Regions from separate parts of the Mus musculus genome. Here all the other regions are linked to region 3. Evidence: chromatin contacts called from public HiChIP or PLAC-seq, Micro-C and promoter capture Hi-C data. All regions are on one chromosome and are shown on one strand. Each heading gives the region's core, a stretch centred on a gene start, on an enhancer-like site or on the middle of the called end of the contact. The rest is flanking DNA. Distances are from core to core; before and after follow the strand shown.

Region 1 (3,338 bases), core at 52-2,551, 430 kb after region 3:
ATGTTTTACAGGGACTGTAGCTATTTCATATGCTCCCACACGTCATTCATTAGCTGCCACTCACAGACAAGGCCATTACCACTCACAGGAACTTCTCTCAAGGTAGTGGGATGTTACTGTGGCATGGCATACGGTAAGGTGGGACCCAGAGGAGAAGGCAGAGATGAAAGAGAAGCATGCGTAGCAGTAGAGGTACTAGCGGATTTTTTCAGTCTTACTCCCTCCTCCTCCCACCTTCCACTCCCCTGATCCTGTCTCCCTAGGTTCCGGGTATATGAGTTCTGATTTAGCCATTCCTTTCGTGTTTGCCAAATGTGGAGGTGCAAAAAGAAAGTCAGAAAGGAAGGTATAGGACGCCACAAAAGGCCTTCCCAGTGGATAGAAAAAGCTCACAAAGTTGTCAGGCAGGATACTAACAAGCCGTTCTGAGCCTAAGCACAAAAGCTTGGCGGCGGCGAGGCGCCTTTGTCTCCTAGTCACCTGCACTGGTTTCATTCAAACCTGTGTTTGGATGGCCCTGGAGTTCAGGCTAAGTCCTGAGCACTCGAGAGCCCGTGGTCAATGAGAAGGTGAGGTGGCCTTCTTCCCAGATTCTCTTGGCTGCTGCCTTAGTATTCGAAATCATGAATAGTCTCAGGTACTGGAGCCAAGGCTCACAGAGAAACGCAACCTCAGCTGCTTCCTCCCGGAGACTCTCACCCCACCCCCACCCCAAGGTCTCAGCAGTCCGCTCTTCTCAGCTCCTGAATGAACCTGCATTTCCTCTGCCCAGCTGGGGCTCAGGCTTCCTGTGGGCTCAGCCTTTACGGTTGTCTTCCCGGGGCCTTTGATGGGCTCAGGAAATTGTATCAGACAGAAGATGGGGCGGCAATCAATTAAAAAAAAAAAAAACGTTTCTAAGAAAAACGAATCTAGGCTTTGAACAAGAGTTGTTTGTGTAACATATGCCCTAATGTCCATGGAACAATATATCTAATTTCTAGCTCCTTTCTCGCCCCTCCCCATCTTAACAAGAAAGGAAATCGATTTTTAACCTTCTGATTCCCAGCATACTGACGATCCAGGAGCAAAGATTGCCTTTACTTTTAACCCATTCATCAGATATTACCCTCCCTTTTCTCTGCCCGGCTTCGTTTCTCCCGGCTACTAGTTAGTATATTCACGGTGCATGACTCATGAAGCTGCAGCCTGATTGGATGAAAACCAAATCGCACCCCCCACACCCCCACCCCCGCGCCGCCCCAAACGGGTCAGTCAATTACAGCTATTCTCGGCTCCATTCACAGATTTATTAGCTCTCACACAACGAGGGAAATTCATTCGGCAAAGTTCATTCATAAAAATTTCAACAGCCTGGGTATCGTCTGCTCAACTCAGCCTTTTGCTGTGCACAGGCTCCTCCTGAAAAAAGCCTGCAGGAGAGTACAGGAGGGAAGGGCGCCCTGAGAAGGGGTGGGCCGGCCGGGATCGGACCCGAGCCACACAGAGGATGCCCGGACCTCAAGCTGGAGGAACAATGCAGACCAGCGCCCGTCGCTAGGACTCCTGGCTGGTGGCCCAGAACCAAGATCCTCCGAGAGAGGGCAGCCGTCATAACCCCAGCCCATACAGAAGGGCCTTTGACTCTTATGCGCTTTTTTATTTTTCCCTTTGAAATGAACAGTCACGGGAACAAATAAAGGGTTAATGGGCTAGTCCCTGCCCCGCCCCGTGGGAGCTGGAGGGGAGCAGGTTTGAAAGTTCCTGTGCGCAGAGGAAAAGGGGGTAAATATTTCTGCTAAGACTAGAGGCGTGGTGGCACCCGCTGCCCCAGCCTGGGGGACGGGACTCCGGGGCGAAGACACCCCCGCTCCCACCCCACCCCACCCCCCGCGCTCCGGGGGCCTCTGCCAGGGCCTGGAAGGGCCGGCCTGCAATCAGAGCTGGGGAGGCGTCCTCCGGGACTGTCATCCTTGAGCAGTCTCGGACCCGGGCTGGTGACCGCCAGAGCAGGAGAGGTGACTGTGGCGTGGGTCTACCGGACTGCGAGGCACTTTAGGCTGCGGTGCCCAGTCTCAGCACTGCTAAGGCTATGCGAGAACGCAGCCAGGACAGCCAGGCAGGACTCACGCTGTATGTAGGACTCTTTGGGCACCTGGGGATGCTTCACAGGACCAAGTACAGCCGCTTTCGGAACGAGTCCATCACGTCTTTGGACGAAGGGAGCCCCGGAGGCTCCGTTGGAAACAAGGGCTCGTCGCCGCCTCCCTACCCAGCCCTGGCCCCTCACCTGCCGACTGAGGATGCCACTGTGTCCAGCCAGGAGAGCCCCACGGCGCTGTGCACCTTGATTCCCCGTATGGCAAGCATGAAGCTGGCCAACCCCATCACTTTTCTGGGTCTGAAAACCTTCTGCTTGGGTACGAAACAGGTGAGCCGGTTGAAGCTCCAAGAGAACCAGGATCAGACTCCAAGCCGTCCAGCGTCCCCAGAATCCAATCTAAACAGGACTGGACCTGCACCTGCACCGGATCCGGACCAGGTGGGACGCAGGCCCACCTCTTTGCGTCCTGATACTTGCCCACTGCCTGGCCCTGGAGAACCAAGCCCCAGGAGCAAGCAGGACGGGCCCCCTCTGCAGCACCTGTTGGGGAACGGTCTGAACTACTGTGTGCGGGTAAGTCCCTTAAGGCCTACTCCCTGAGCACTCACAGGAAGGGCAGCTGTGCTCTCTGCGGGGACTTCGATTTAACCTGGCTGGGCTCTAGATTACAAGACATACCGCTGGATCAACCGAAGGGAGAGTTGGCCTTAGAGATTTCCTACAGGGATCTGACACATGCCAGAGTCAGATCCACTTTGCTCCAAGGGTGTGAGCCATTGCTAACCCATAGGCAGCTGTTGGCTCAGACATAGCTTCTCATAGAGACAGATAAGATGGCAACTGAGACGTGGTATAAAAGGGATTTGACGTGGTTTTATTTATTTATTTATTTATTTTGGAATCGACATTTCAATGTTCAGCAATTGATGCATCTGTGAGAGTACTCAGGGACTCTGGGACAGGGGAGCCGGGTGTAGCTGGGTTCTGAGATTTATGAGAAGGTGTATCTATGGTAGAAAGGTTGATTCAGGACAGGCGCAAGAGTAGATCAAAGTCACTGTGGGGTCTTCGGGGAAGCTTGGGGTTTGTCCTGGAGAGGGCACGGAGAGGTGGAGGTGACGGCTAGCACAGTCCCCAGGGACTGAACAAATTAGAACAGGGAAGAAAGGGAGGTCATCAAAGCTCTTCAAGGGCCAAACAGAGAGGCTATAAACACTGGTGAGCAAGATCCTCATAGGTCCGCAGGCATATCGTG
Region 2 (3,480 bases), core at 728-3,227, 280 kb before region 3:
TCACAAGCTTGCTGGAAACACATTAGAGTTCTCTGTTACCAACCACCCTTTTCTCATTCTTTTATAAACAAGTTTTTTTTTCCTGTGTGTGTGTGTGTGTATGCATGTGTGTGTGCACACATATGAATGCAGGTGTGCTTGGCTATGCTGGTGGATGCGCTGGAGACACGGAGGAGACACCAAGTGTCCTCTTCTATTCTTCTCTTTCTTCCCTTGAGACACGGTCTTTCACTGGACCCGAGCCTGCCGTCGTTCAGCGAGGCTGCTGGTGTGCACGTCTCAGTGGTCTGCAGCATTGGGACTACAGGGTACTTGGTCCGACCTGGATTCATGGCTGCTAGAGATCTGAACTCAGGTCCTCATGGTTGCAATGCCAGAATTCCTAGGCACTGTTCTTAGACTCTTGTTTTATTTTCAATCATTTTTTTAATTGAAAAATTTGATCACAAAAGCCAAGCAAAACAAAATGATATAACCAGTGCTTAGTGAATGATTTTTCAACATACCCTTGCTTGGTCTGAAATTTTAAAGTTTGAGTTAGTATGTTATCTGTAATCACACCCCCTTTCACTTATGACTTCATTGTGAGCTTTGACCCATGATACACTAGTTTTTAGAATTGGTATGTTGTTCTGAGAGTAAGGATAATGTGCATGACAGCCAAGACGAAGAGCTCTGCAGTCTAGAAAGTCCTGGGAGCTCCCAAAGCGATGCTCACAATCGCCCCACAAATGCATCTTTCCCTCTGTTATGGCTCTGGTATCCCAGCACTCACACACCTGGATGTTCTGAACAGCAGCAGACAAAACAGACATACCGAGCAAAGCATGTCTGAGAAACATTTCTGTTTCTCACAGATGTCATCCTAGAACCCAGGGGCCACCACAGCAGAGTACTAGTCTTGATCAGGGCGGTGGCATTTTTCTAGTCCCACAACTTAATCCTGGAGCATTTTCAAGGATGATGCCAACACTCTAGTCTCAGGCTCTTCAAGTGGGTTGTTGACACTCACCATGACCTCTGATGGCCTCTGCTGGATATAGGGGAGTCCCTTTCCCTTTTCCCTCACAGATTTGCATAGGCAATGAATTGATTAAGTTATGAGAGTGTTTTTTATAAGTTCTTAAGAAATTTCATGGCTGTGGATTGATACTATTCCTCAGTGTTTTCTTTTCTTCTTTAACTTAACGAACATTTACACCCAATGAACCCTGGAGACAATGTATTTGGCTCTGAGGCCTCAAAGATATCCAGTAGATTATTCTCAAGTTTCTTCGGATGGGAATACTGCCTTTAAGCTTCCACTGGGTATCTGCTCGGGTTTTTCTCTTGCCCAGGAAGGCTGGGGGAAAGGTGTTTGTGTTGGAGCATGCTGCATGCTGCTTCCTATGTGGAGTCATAGCTGAATCCTTCCACCAATAACTGATAAAAGAAAAGACTAGGGGATAATGGAAGGTGGCGTTGGCCTGGTCCAGCTAGGCATCTGGACAATCACACTTTCTCTCCCTGTTGTATGTCTCTGCTATGGCCTCTCGGTAGTTTGCTCACACTACTAGCCCACCACCTCTGACAAAAGCTTGACCAAGGACTAGCAAGGCTATTGCTATAATTCTTTGCCCGTTCCCTTTCAGGATTATTGCAGAGTGCCTTAGAAAGTCTAACTCTAACTGTGTGCTAGATGCCTTTCACAACTTACTCTGCTGGATGGACACCATCAATCTTGTTCTCCCACACACACTCTTTAATGATAACTAAAAAAAGCCTCCAAGGAAGATGTTAGCAGTAGGGAAGAGAAGAGGGTGTGAGTGAGGAGAGGAATGGTCAGCGATATCAAAGGTGACATGAGAGGGTTTAGGAAGAGGTAGGAGGGTAGGTTTCCAGGGAGACAGAGTAGGGAAAGTTAGACAGGAGGGTTAAGGTACTCCCGTGTTCCAGTCTAAGTTGGGTGAGTGCTGGTTAAGAGACCTTAGCCACTAGGTGGCAGTGGAACCTTAGTCGCTTGTCTGAGGTTGAGGTGGCTCTGCCCCTGGTTTACTGCAGAGGAAGCATTAAACACAGCCAGATTCAATATTGAACAGTGACATTGCATTACCATCTACACAGAGCTCTGAGGAAAAGCTACACCAGATACCAACAGGCATCTTTATCCATGCACCATAAAGAGTTCTAATTATGCATTATTACAATAAGGAATTTTAGCTTGTGTTTAAAGTTATCTTTCTATCCTTAAGATGATAGCCGTAGCTCCAAAGGGCATTCACCTTTACCGCTAGCATGCCGTCTGCCAGGACATGGTGAAACTGGAACATATGACCGGAGATCAAGGCGAATCTACCCCCCAGCACAGATTCTTTTTTTTTTTTTGGGTCAGGATTAGGTGAGCGTTAGTGTAAGAGTGGGCCCCAGATGGACATATTCTCTGAGGGGGTTTGCATGGAACACACCGAGGGGCTCACAAAGCAGTTTCTGCCTTGACTGGCTTCTGTGGTGATTCCTTCAGAGCTGAGAGAGTCACCAGGATGCAGGGGCGTTTGTTCCTCTGGGAGCTATCATGGAGCCTTCATTTAAACAACTCTCATTGTCCCCCCCGCCCCCCGTTTTTGATAATTTAAACAACCCAGACAATTAACTGAGTGGGTTGATTTTGAACTTAAAATCTAAGACTTGAAGATAAAGCCATTATAATGTCTTTCTAAATAAAAGATTTTAGAGACTTGGACTGTCAACCTTTCAGATACACGTAGAGGTTTGTTAGGCTAAAGTTTCATAAGTTGCTGAAACTTAGGTCAGTTCTTTTTAGATGAATCCTCCAGAATTACATTTATTTTTAAATAAGAATTTTAATTTGAGAAAAAAACAAAACCAGCCAGAATTCTAAAAGTGAACTGTGATGTATTTTCTTCCTCCCCCTTTTGACATCTTTAGATGTTTTATTCAGTAAAATGTAGCAGAATTTTGGATCTTATTTTAGTATTTTTTGGAGTCTAACTGGGACATATTACCTTCAAAACTTGGTTTTATAGCACTGGTCACCACTGCTCTTTTTTTGTTTTGTTTTGTTTTCCCAATATAACATTTCTATTGATTCCCTGGAAATTTCACATCACGCACACTGATCAAACTCATTTCTCAGTCCTTCCACCCTTATGATCTCCCTTCAGGGAGGTAAAATAAAAAAAGTAAAAATAAAAATGAATAGAACCCCCTTAAGCCCAATTTGCGTTATCTGTGAACTCACTGGAGCATGGTCAAACTGTGACACCTGCCTCTCAAATAGGACTGAGCCCTTCCCGGCCGCACTCACGCCAGCCGTCAGCTGTGGAGAGTTATGCTTCAATGTCACCATCCACTTGCAAGAGTTCATTTTGGTGGCTTCCTGTCTAGGAGATGGCTCAGTCATTAAAGCCTAGGCTCACAACCAAAACTGGGTTGAAGTCTTTTCTAAAGCGTCATTTTCCAGAGCACCCTCTGCGCTCTTTG
Region 3 (3,316 bases), core at 781-3,280:
CCTATGACACCAACACTCATGATAAATCTAAATAAAACATAAAAGTCTATAATGGTATGAGTAAAATCAGTTGGGTATTGTGAATACACACACACACACACACACACTTTTCTTTTTTCCCTGGATTTCTGACTTAAAACTCCTTTCTGAGGAGGGGTAATAGAAAGTTCAACTTAAATTGTCCCAGTATAACAGTAGATGAATACCGGATTCTGCCTTATTTCCTCCCTTGGAGGGAGGAAAGCCAAAGAACCTGACAGGCCCTGAGGATTTCCTTTCACTCGGTTAGCAAGTAAGCCTATAAAACCCTCTCTAAAACCCCATCAGGACTTCCGGTAGCTTCTGGACAGTTGATGATGCAAGGGCATCCGCTCACTGTAAGGAAGCCCACCTCGGCTGCACAGGGAGGAAGCACCTGTGCTCTAGTCCCTTACCTACTCCACCTGCCTGTATGTTTAAATCTGTTAAAATCGCCTTTATAATAACCATCAAATGCAAGCATAGTGTCCCCTGAGATCTGTGGGCCACACAAGCAAATCAAATGCATTTGAAGAGGGGATGAAGGACTCTCAGCTTGTAGCTAGTTGGAAGGGAATTCTGATGGTTCAGTGTGTGACTTGGAAGAGGCTGGGACAATTTTGTGACTGAATTGTCAGCCTGTGGATTCTGACATTGTCTCCAGTAGTATATAATAACAATCAATGACAACAAGGACATAGATGCATGTAAGTATACCTATACTTAACATCAAATACGTGCAGGGCGATGCAGCTGGAGTTGGGTGGGGGAGAGTTGTAAAGAATTAGAAAACAAGGGCGGTTCCTAGGGCAAATAACTAGCATCCTGATGGTCTACTCTGCAAATTGGGCTGAAAAACTTTTTTTTCCACTCAATTTCTCTAAAAATAATGATACTTATGCAGTTTCATCCTGTCTGCTTTGCACATAACATCTATTTTTAGGCTCAAAGTCAGATTCTAACTCAGTTATAAACTCACACAAAGACAATCTTTTACACTTCTGACTACTTATCCCTGGGTCCACATATTTGATATGGACAAACATATTCATTTGGAGGCACTTTTCAATGAGGCAAAAGTACAACTCTTTCCGATTTACCTATTCTTGATTTTTTTTAGATAGATTCAAATACTTATCAACTAAATTGAAACCACTCTGTAGAAGGCATCCAGGACTTATCTTTCTACTCAACTTTGGGGCACTACACAGATCGGCGGAACAAGGCTACTTTTTCCAACACACTAAGCTGATTTGCCTCCCAAGGGAATATTCTTTAAATTTCTCCTATTTTGAATTGTGGACAAATTCAGGACCAGATAAGACTGTTTTCAATATTTGCTTGTGAAGTACTAAGAACTGATCGTATAATTTGATGAGGTACAATATCCCTCTCGCCCCCCCCCCCCTTTTTTTTAAACATCCAAGATACCACCGCCATTTTTTAAACACAGAACTTGACTCCCTTCCCACAGAACACATTATATGACAGGCGAAATGTCTTGGAAATTTTTGCATTTGGAGTTCAATCATAAACAGCCCTGAAATGCTGCAATCTTGGGCTCTTCATCCTTACCCAACCTCGTGGAACTAGCAACGCAAAGTGTTACTATACTTGTCTCACATTCCCAAGAAATAGACACACAAGAAACGCGTCTGCTTATCGGCTGACGGTAACAGCACACATCTGGTTTCCTTTTCCCGCGACCATGCCGAAACCACGCCAAAGCCTGAATTACAGATCGGTGCTCACAGGGAGCTGGCCTTGCCAGGAGTGAGCAACGCCGACTCGGGAAGCCTAATAAGGCTTCATTTAGGCCCCAGACCACTCAAGTCTTGCCCCCACGGGCACGCCACACGCAGCACTAGCCCGCAGTGAGACCTCCGCTGGGCCTGGCCGGCGTCCGGCCCGAGCCACCCGACCCGAGGGGATGCCGACCTGCACCACGCTCAACTCTCGGTCCGTACCGCCTCCGCTCCACGCGCTCCCCCCCGGAGCGCTTTCCGCAGAACACCGGAGGGCGGGGCCTGGCGGTTGCCAGGGCCACGGGGAAGCTGACCACGGCGCATGCTCAGAGGGAGAATCCCGTGGGCGAGCAGGAGGAACTGGTTCGGAAGTCCCGCCTTCGCTTCCCGGGTGACCTGTTCCAAAGGAACCGTCAGCTTCCTGCTGTGCCGCCCGTTGTGGGCCCCCAGCGCAACTGGGGACGTGTTCCGGAACAGCCTTTTCGAAAGTAGTTTCTGTGAGTTAGTGAGGAGCTAGTAACACCGCTTTACCTCCCCAAATACTATATTTACGAGATCTCAGACTTGTAGCTTTAGGTGGTTGGTAGTTCAAGCTTGATAGACTTCTTAGGAAAACCGTTTATGCATTTTGTGCTTTGCTTACAACACGCAGAGTTGACACCTACTGTATTTTTCTTTTATTTTTTTTTAAAGTCTAATATATGTGGATAAGTGATTAAATTATTTTTCTATGCTCCACCTCAAAGAAACCTAAACAATAGTTGTTAAATTAGAAACAAAACTGTCATATATCAAGCAATTTGTTTAATGAGTGGAGAATTATGAAATTAACCAATGGGAGAAAAAGAACAGCCTTGTGTGTAATCACGAATGACAAGCCAGGACACTGATATTTACCACACCAGAATTTATATAAAAGTTTTAACAGAAAAATAGACAATGGTTAACATGAATTCCCAGGATCACACCTGTAAGTAGGAGAAAGGCCCATTTCCAGCCTGGTCATGAGTGGTAGCTTCTACTTGAATAGGAGAGACAGAGACAGACAGACAGAGAGACACAGAGAGGAAGAAGAAGAAGAAGGAGGAGGAGGAGGAGGAGGAGGAGGAGGAGAGAGAGAGAGAGAAGAGGAGAGGAAGAGAAGAGAAGGGAAGGGAAGGGGAAGGAAGAAGGGGAAGGGAAGGGAAGAGAGAGGAGGAGAGGGGAGGGGAGAGGAGAGGAGAGGGGAGGGGAGGGGAGGGGAGAGGAGAGGAGGAGAGGAGAATCCCTTCTGTCACTCTTAGCAGACTGAATAGGTCCCTTAATGTTTTGGAGACCTCAACTCGAGCCAAACTGGTATTCCTGATTTGGATACAGAAAAGGAATTTCAGAACTAGTGAGAGTGAGGTAGAAATTAGACCATGGATATTTGAATTTAGACTTTAAGCAAAAATGTTTTAATAAAGAGAGGCATGCAGAACAAAAGTCATTCTAAATGTCAGCCAGTCCACTATACCTTCACTTATCAAAACAGAAAAAGAAGTTACTAACCTTTTGAGACGCAATGTGAGAGC
Region 4 (3,285 bases), core at 190-2,689, 370 kb before region 3:
GAGGGGAAGAGGACCTGGCATTCACTGTTGTGCAAACACAAACACAAACACAAACACTCTGAAAGTCAGTATGGAGAATCCTAAAAAAAATGAAAAACAAATCTGTTGTGGGAAATACTTAAAAAAAAAAACAACCAAACAACCAAACGGCCCATCTTGAGCTATACCCAGCTACTCTCTGCCTGCGGTCTCTCTGCCTCTAGGCTAGCCCCATGGGGCAGTCTGGTCTTCCCAGCTCCAGTTCTGGTTCAGTTCACTTACCTCAGAACTGCTTGTACCTTCTCAGCCATCCACCCCCTGCAGCTAGTTGTCACAAGTCCCCTTAACCCAGTAAATCAAAACTCTATGTCCTCATAATTAATCAGTCAGCTTTATATATATCAATAAATTCTCAATCCACAAGATGCCCACACAATAATTTCAGAGACAATTGATAATGATACAAGCTGCCCCCCTAGATTAGACAAGTTATCCCAATTATTCTACCCTTTTATGATACTCATAGCTACCTGTGGCTGTTTAAAGCTACGCGGAATCTGGATTGTCTTCCTCTCCCTCCATCTTCCTTCCTTTTCATACCTGTCCCCTTTCTGTTGCTAAAAATCCTTACCTGCCTTCTTTTTCCACTGCCCAATCACAGGCTTCTTGTTGTATATTTAAATTAATTGGGGGAAAATTCTGCTATGCAAATCTACTGTATGACCAGTATATGCCCAAAGGATTCAGCATGCTAGTCCACAGACACTTGCTTAGCCATGTTCACTGCTGCTCTGTGCACACTAGCTGGAGGATGGGAACAATCTGCATGCCTGTCGTCATGGATGGGAGTGAAAATGTGGTAACATACACAATGGTATACTATTCCTTCTACAGAAAAAGGAAATCTTGAAACTTGCCGCAGACCCTCTGGGTCTCTTTGCCTGCGTGGATCCTCTGGGGCAGGTGGGCAAAGCATCAGAGAGTGACAGACAGACCAACACTTGAGATTGTGTAGAATCTGAATGTATTGTGTCAGGTCGAGCATTAAACTTTTTATACCAAAGAAATAACAAGAAACCAGGCAAAATACAATCCACCAACTTACAGTGACGCAATACTAAAGGAATGTATACATCAAAAGAAGGTGGGGACCAGGCTGCTGTCGCAAAAGAAGGAAGCCAGGTGTAAACTAGTCTATTGTTAATCCCACCACCAGGGGTTCTGCACTAACAGACCTTATCATGAATATTGCAATACCCCAACACCCTATTTCCTGGGTCTACAGAAGAATATGCCAACTTGCTTTTAATGTGAAACTCACTATACCTAGCTGTAGAGAAGATCTCTGTCTCAGTGGGATTCCCTAGCTCTATTATTCCCTTGTTTGGGTGACAATTGCTACTGTCCTTGGTAAATATTTTGCAGACCAGTTCTGAGCTACTGGCTCTGTCTTTTGTAATGCTTAATTAGTAACTGAATAGGTAACTTCCTTTCTGGACCTTGGAACAATGGGGAGACGTAACTATAACAGAATTTAATCTTAAAAGGCATTTATAATAAAATATTAAAAGAGAGCTCATAGATCCATACACCAGACAACGTGGGAATAGGGTATGAGTATGTGGGTAAATGATAATGCCAAAACTCCAGGAGGTGAGTTTCTGTGAAACTCTTTGCCTCTTGAGTGGCTTTTAGGCTTCTCAGCCTGTCAAGCGGACTTCACTGGAGTGTGTGTGTGGCAGAAACTTTCAGGTAAATGGACAGACCCAGAAAAGACTATATTGACCCAGAAAGTCACATGTTCCCACTCTCCCGTGCTCCCAGTCCTCAGACATGAATGCAACACAGAATAATCACAGAGACTGGGGAAGTATAAAGGGAGCGCGTGGGAGTATGAGGGACAACAGACTATAGGGGATATGAAGGGGATATGGAAAATCGGGACAGGGGTGCCAATGGGGGCCACTACAGAAGAAGGAGGAGGAAAAGGCGGCATGCTTTACGCTGTAGTTGTTTGATAACGCCCCAAGGACTCATATTTTTTTATGTGCACCTAAATCATAGATATTTAAATGAAGTTATGCTACTTGGGTTGACAGTGTTCATCACAAGAACCATAGAATAACAACCCCCTCCCCCGTACCCTCTTTTAAGATATGCACAGGACTCCCAAAACAATACAGATTATCAGTGATGCCTCCAGGGCCTGAGGGTAGGCCTTTACTGCTGAAGACGTTAGTTACATCCGTAGGACATAGGACAAGCATGCTTTGAGCTGGATCTAACTGAAAGCCTCCTTCCTGTAACCTGGCTTGCATAGCACCAGAAGTTCTTTTGTGAGCGGCCAAGGGAAGGAAACAATTAGTCCTACCACCCCGCCGTGATGATGCGGAAGGAGCCTGGAAAATAGCCAGCATGACAAGCTAGGTATAAGGGAGCAATAAGGGCACTCACACGTTGGTGGCAACCAACAGCTGCCTAATAGGACTTTATGCCGACTTGACAGGAAGGAAATCATGTCTGGTACTGGAACTAGGCCAGGTTCCTGGGGCTAGTGAGGTCACGGACTTTAGAAGAGAATCTAGTACCACCAGTTTACTAGACCAGCATAATTCCTAACTATGTTTTAAATGTTATCTTTGTGCCCACAGATAAGCGCCTTCCAATCCTATTCAAAGAAGCTTCTCTTTACACCAATGCGGACCGTTACAGAGCACCACAGCTGGACATAAGAGGGAGACAATGGTTCCCGGGAACCCGAGTGCCCGTGGGCAGAGCATCATCACAGCTCCTGCATCTCTGGCCCAGGAAACACAGAGGAAGAGGTGGTGGGAAGACTACCAGGAAGTCTGCCATGAGACTGTCTCTCATAGAAATGGCTGCACAAACAGGACCAGAACAACGGGCAGTATCAGGTGAAATGGTAACGTGGAAGCCGGTAATCTCATGCCGTTCATTTCCTAGGCAAAGACCCACAGACAATAATTGCTAAGAGAGTGAAAATTAGCTTCTCCCTGAGACGATCCCCCGGAGATAGCCACCCCGAAGTCACACCCTCACAATCAACACACACAGCCGCAGCAGACTGTACTTACATATCTGCATGTCTCAATAGTCATCAAAGAAAAAGAGGCTGTCCATTTGAGAGCAAGGGAGGGGACAGTGAAAGGGTTGGAGGCAGGGGACGCGGGAGGGGTTGGAGAGAGGTTAGGAAAAGCAGGGAGTGATGCAATTACCCTTTGATTAAAATGGATTAAACTTAATATAGTAAAGTAATTCTACCCTCTGCCTGTCAGGGCACACTGT
Region 5 (3,344 bases), core at 692-3,191, 400 kb before region 3:
GAACAGGGGAGTCTAAGCAGATGTTGAGGTGCTTCCTCAGGTGGAACACAGGTCACTGTATTCATAACTTCGTTCTGAGAAAGCTGGCGACAGAGCAGGCCGTGACAGCCTCCTGGTTCCGAGGGAGAAGTCCTTAGAGACTGTTGGGAGTATCTTCGAAGGTCCGGGCCCTTTGCATTATTTGATGCCTTTAAAACCATCTCTCTACTTTATAAACTTTAGTTTCAAAGCCTCTGCTTTTCATATTACGTATTTTATGTCACATAGGGCAGGCTTATACATTTCCTGGTTTCTTAGAAGTAAATGGGCATTTAGACTTTTGAGGGCACTAGGCAAACTGCTTGGTTTGTCTCAGTTTCCTGAGCTATGAAGTGAAGGGCAGAGCAGATAGACCCTTGACTCTCTGAAGCTCTAAAGCATACATCTGTGTAGAGGATGGCACTGTATAAGAAACGTGGGCTTTGAAGACGGAGCTAGGCTGGAAAATTCTATATGTTTCCTCAATCATATAACGGAGGAGTGATTTTTAATTTATCAGAATATTAAAACCATCCATTACAGTATTTGGCACCAATGGGCATCCCAAAGAGTTGGATCCTCTCATCTTCTGTATGGTTACTAATGTCTTTTTACTTTTTCCTGGTCCGGTCTCTCCTTACTGACTGTGAGAAGCAGCAAGGGTGTTGTTCAGACACTAACTGCTGGGAGCTGAGGAAAAGAGAGGACGGGGACAGGGAAGCGACTTTCCCATGACTGTAAGTCTACCAAAGCTAGGGGCTGGATCCACTGCGGTTCTCATCCAAGGCCCTCTGAATTTTAATGTAAATGTGTTAAGTTCTGATTGGAGGAATGGATTTAGAAGTGGATCCCTTTGGACAGCCCCAAGTCTTCCTTAGACACTGCACGTGAAGCTTTGGATTTCTGGGCTGCACATAGAAATCCCATGATATGAGTTGTGAAGATTAAAAACAACATTGTGCATATACAGCGGTCCCCTGGGTTAACATTGAGGGTGGGTGGGAACTGCCTCGCACATAACATGGATACACACTTCTTCTTGCCATCTCTAAACAACACAGGTAAGAATGAGTGGTTTAGTATTCAACACCGTGTTAGGTATCATACGCAATCTGGACTCCGCATTGGAGGACTGAAGCGCTTCGAAAGACAGGCCACTTTACATCTAGGAATTATAAGGATTGTTAATCAGCGTCGTACACCTGGAATTGACCTCTTTTCCTGCTTCCCGGCCCCACACCACACTGCAACCCCGAAACCAAGTGCCTCTATCCTCCCACCTCCAGGGTTAGGGCCGGCGGTTTTGCAGCTCACCTGGGGAGGCCAGCAGCACCTTCGCCCCGCAGCATTGAAAGCAGTGCAGCAGAGACTTGGCACGAATGTTGTAGTTGAGGCACGCCATGGGACAGCCCAGTTTGAGCAGTCCCAGCCAGATCCACACGTAGGCCGGCTCATTGCCCATGAAGAGGGCTACGCAATCCCCCTGTCGTAGGCCCAGTTGATCGTGCAGCGCCCGCGCCACTTGGTTGCTGCGCCGGTCCACCTGGGCGTAGGTGAGCGTCTCGTCTCGGAACAGCAGGAAGGGCTTGTGTGGGGTCTTGCGCGCTTGTTCCAGGAAGGCCCGCAGGATGGTACGCACGGGTCGCCGCTGCCGGTAGCTGCGCACCCGCCGGGCCATGTTGGCCAGCCGCAGGAAGTACCGCACATCTTGGAGGAGGTAGGGGCAGCAGCAGGTGAGCAGCAGAGGCAGCAGCAGCAGCCCCGCCAGGCCGGTGTAGAGCACTGGCAGCATGGCGGTAGCTGCGGGGTCCCCGGTCCCCGCCGGGGCCGAGGGAGTGCTCGAGGCGTGCAGCGCGGCGGCAGGCGGGAGAGGAGCAGAGCAGGAGCTGGCGACTGGGCTCGGCCTCCGGACGCGCTGCGACTGCGGGTGGCGGCTCGGCTGCAGGTGCCTGTGGCGCGCTGTGCGGGCGGGACGGCCGTGGGTCCCGCCCCCTCGTGGGGCTCCTCGTGCGCTCAGGGGGCCGCTCCTGTCAGCCTGGGTGGCCCAGGATGCCACAGCACTTGTGTTCAGTGTCTGGGGTCAGATGAGATCTAGTTCTCCGCAAACAACGCTTAGCGCAAACAGCCCACGTTGAAAAGGTCAAAGGCGTGGTGCTGTGGTTAGTTATTCTTATCACACAGCGCAGTGCCTTTGCTTAATCAAGTACCTTATAAACGCACCGCAGCCTTATTATTAATAGCGGGCACCAGGTGCCACAGCCAACTCAGAGTCCCACCTCCACTCCTTGGTCCCAGAGGCTTTCCGCTAGATCTCTCTTTGTTTCTAACGTTTGCTTCTCTGCTCAGGCAGTCTCCTGTGGGGAAGGTTTCAAGGTTGAACAAAAGCGCCAGAGGTGGTCGCATTCAGCTGCACCTGCCAGCCCCTCTTGTGAGCTTCGCCTGTTTCGGGAACTCCGGAACTCGAGCAATGGGGTCCTGTTAATTTGTTTTGAGATTTTGTTCTGTTACGCGAGCCACTTTCCAACATCGACGGTATTGTGGACTCAGTTCGACATTTACCAAAACACACAAAGCAAACAAAGTAAATAATGGCATATCTCAAAAGTCATTTCTTCAAGAAGTTTGATCTATGTATTAATGCCCCTAGGTAGTGGTACTGTACAAGGTTAGCATGCTTGCTACCAAGTAAAGTAAAGATGTGCTTCGTTGTCACAGTCTTCTGTCTCATGCTCATTCATATTATTGTTGTAAGATAACTTGTCTTGAACCGTCAGAGGTCTTCTCAGATGATCCTTTCATGCTTGTTCACTGAGGAGAAAGGGAAGTTTAGGTGATTCTTTGTCATGTCCACTGCAGCTGTGGTTTCCTGTGTAAACCCTGGAAGGGGCTAAGGAGGGAAGGAGAGTCAGTTTTCTTTAGCGATGTGGTCCCTAGAAGGTCGACCTTGCTCTAGTGGATGGCCCTACGGCCCAACTGTACACACACACACACACACACACACACACACACACACACAGATAAGTGTATATACTGTACAAATTGAATTGAGATCTATTGGAAAAAGGAAGAGGGCATCAAGGAGAGGTGATAGGGTCTGGAAGAGAGATCGGATCTGGAAATATTTAGGGGTAAATATGATCAAATACATTGTATGTATGTGTGAAGTTCTCAAAGAATTAATAAAAATATTATGCTTAAAGAATATCTAGTAATATGTGAGATATGAAAGAGGAACCAGTTTGGTCCCAGGTCATTAACCACTCTCTCAGCACTGTGAGTCACAGTGTCATTTTGTCCTCTTATTTTCTGGGTGTCTGTCCATATTT

The links. Hi-C and Micro-C count contacts between places; a contact is called where the count stands out from the background. HiChIP or PLAC-seq counts read pairs in DNA pulled down with a chosen protein or histone mark. Capture Hi-C pulls out chosen DNA fragments and counts their contacts.
Region 1: a Micro-C map of embryonic stem cells shows a contact between it and region 3, with 2.6 times the contacts expected there. The contact joins the promoter of Shc4 here to the promoter of Dtwd1 in region 3. A contact is called at or near these places in 1 of 39 promoter capture datasets (cranial neural crest) and 2 of 484 Hi-C or Micro-C datasets (LSK cells and embryonic stem cells).
Region 2: a contact with region 3 is called in an H3K27ac HiChIP or PLAC-seq map of the NIH/3T3 cell line, with 4 times the contacts expected there. The contact joins the enhancer-like site here to the promoter of Dtwd1 in region 3. A contact is called at or near these places in 12 of 39 promoter capture datasets (the 3T3-L1 cell line, 3T3-L1-derived adipocytes, the HPC-7 cell line and 5 more), 14 of 484 Hi-C or Micro-C datasets (3T3-L1-derived adipocytes, the F1.1 cell line, adipose-derived mesenchymal stem cells and 6 more) and 4 of 115 datasets of contacts at active chromatin or transcription factors (the NIH/3T3 cell line, embryonic stem cells, fibro-adipogenic progenitors and 1 more).
Region 4: a contact with region 3 is called in a Micro-C map of embryonic stem cells, with 2.9 times the contacts expected there. The contact joins the enhancer-like site here to the promoter of Dtwd1 in region 3. A contact is called at or near these places in 9 of 39 promoter capture datasets (the 3T3-L1 cell line, 3T3-L1-derived adipocytes, the HPC-7 cell line and 4 more), 11 of 484 Hi-C or Micro-C datasets (LSK cells, cerebral cortex, embryonic stem cells and 2 more), 7 of 115 datasets of contacts at active chromatin or transcription factors (the NIH/3T3 cell line, acute myeloid leukemia, bone marrow-derived macrophages and 3 more) and 1 of 9 other capture datasets (embryonic stem cells).
Region 5: a contact with region 3 is called in a promoter capture Hi-C map of pancreatic islet. The contact joins the promoter of Slc27a2 here to the promoter of Dtwd1 in region 3. A contact is called at or near these places in 2 of 39 promoter capture datasets (liver and neural stem cells), 1 of 115 datasets of contacts at active chromatin or transcription factors (bone marrow-derived macrophages) and 1 of 9 other capture datasets (pancreatic islet).

The regions. Positions count from the first base shown.
Region 1 is chr2:125,722,111-125,725,448 of GRCm38.p6, reverse strand. It overlaps Shc4 (SHC (Src homology 2 domain containing) family, member 4), which reads left to right and starts at 1,301. Exons shown (of 12, transcript NM_199022.2): 1 at 1,301-2,656. The coding sequence starts at 2,072.
Region 2 is chr2:126,427,963-126,431,442 of GRCm38.p6, reverse strand. The region is part of intron 7 of Atp8b4 (ATPase, class I, type 8B, member 4); the gene reads left to right. Among named protein-coding and RNA genes, the nearest start is that of Atp8b4, 62 kb to the left of the region's middle. Within about 2 kb of position 1,977, at least 18 of the 459 cell types and tissues checked have an H3K27ac peak or open chromatin away from gene starts, as enhancers often do. A contact at or near this core is called in the NIH/3T3 cell line, where this site is marked.
Region 3 is chr2:126,150,855-126,154,170 of GRCm38.p6, reverse strand. Dtwd1 (DTW domain containing 1) reads right to left here and starts at 2,030. Exons shown (of 5, transcript NM_026981.2): 1 at 1,957-2,030. It overlaps Fam227b (family with sequence similarity 227, member B), which reads left to right and starts at 2,167. Exons shown (of 17, transcript NM_029455.3): 1 at 2,167-2,260.
Region 4 is chr2:126,521,440-126,524,724 of GRCm38.p6, reverse strand. Gm26697 (a long non-coding RNA gene) reads left to right here. Exons shown (of 4, transcript XR_866700.3): 4 at 2,631-3,285. Among named protein-coding and RNA genes, the nearest start is that of Gm26697, 23 kb to the left of the region's middle. Within about 2 kb of position 1,439, at least 13 of the 459 cell types and tissues checked have an H3K27ac peak or open chromatin away from gene starts, as enhancers often do. A contact at or near this core is called in embryonic stem cells and liver, where this site is marked.
Region 5 is chr2:126,551,621-126,554,964 of GRCm38.p6, reverse strand. Slc27a2 (solute carrier family 27 (fatty acid transporter), member 2) reads right to left here and starts at 1,941. Exons shown (of 10, transcript NM_011978.2): 1 at 1,333-1,941. The coding sequence starts at 1,810.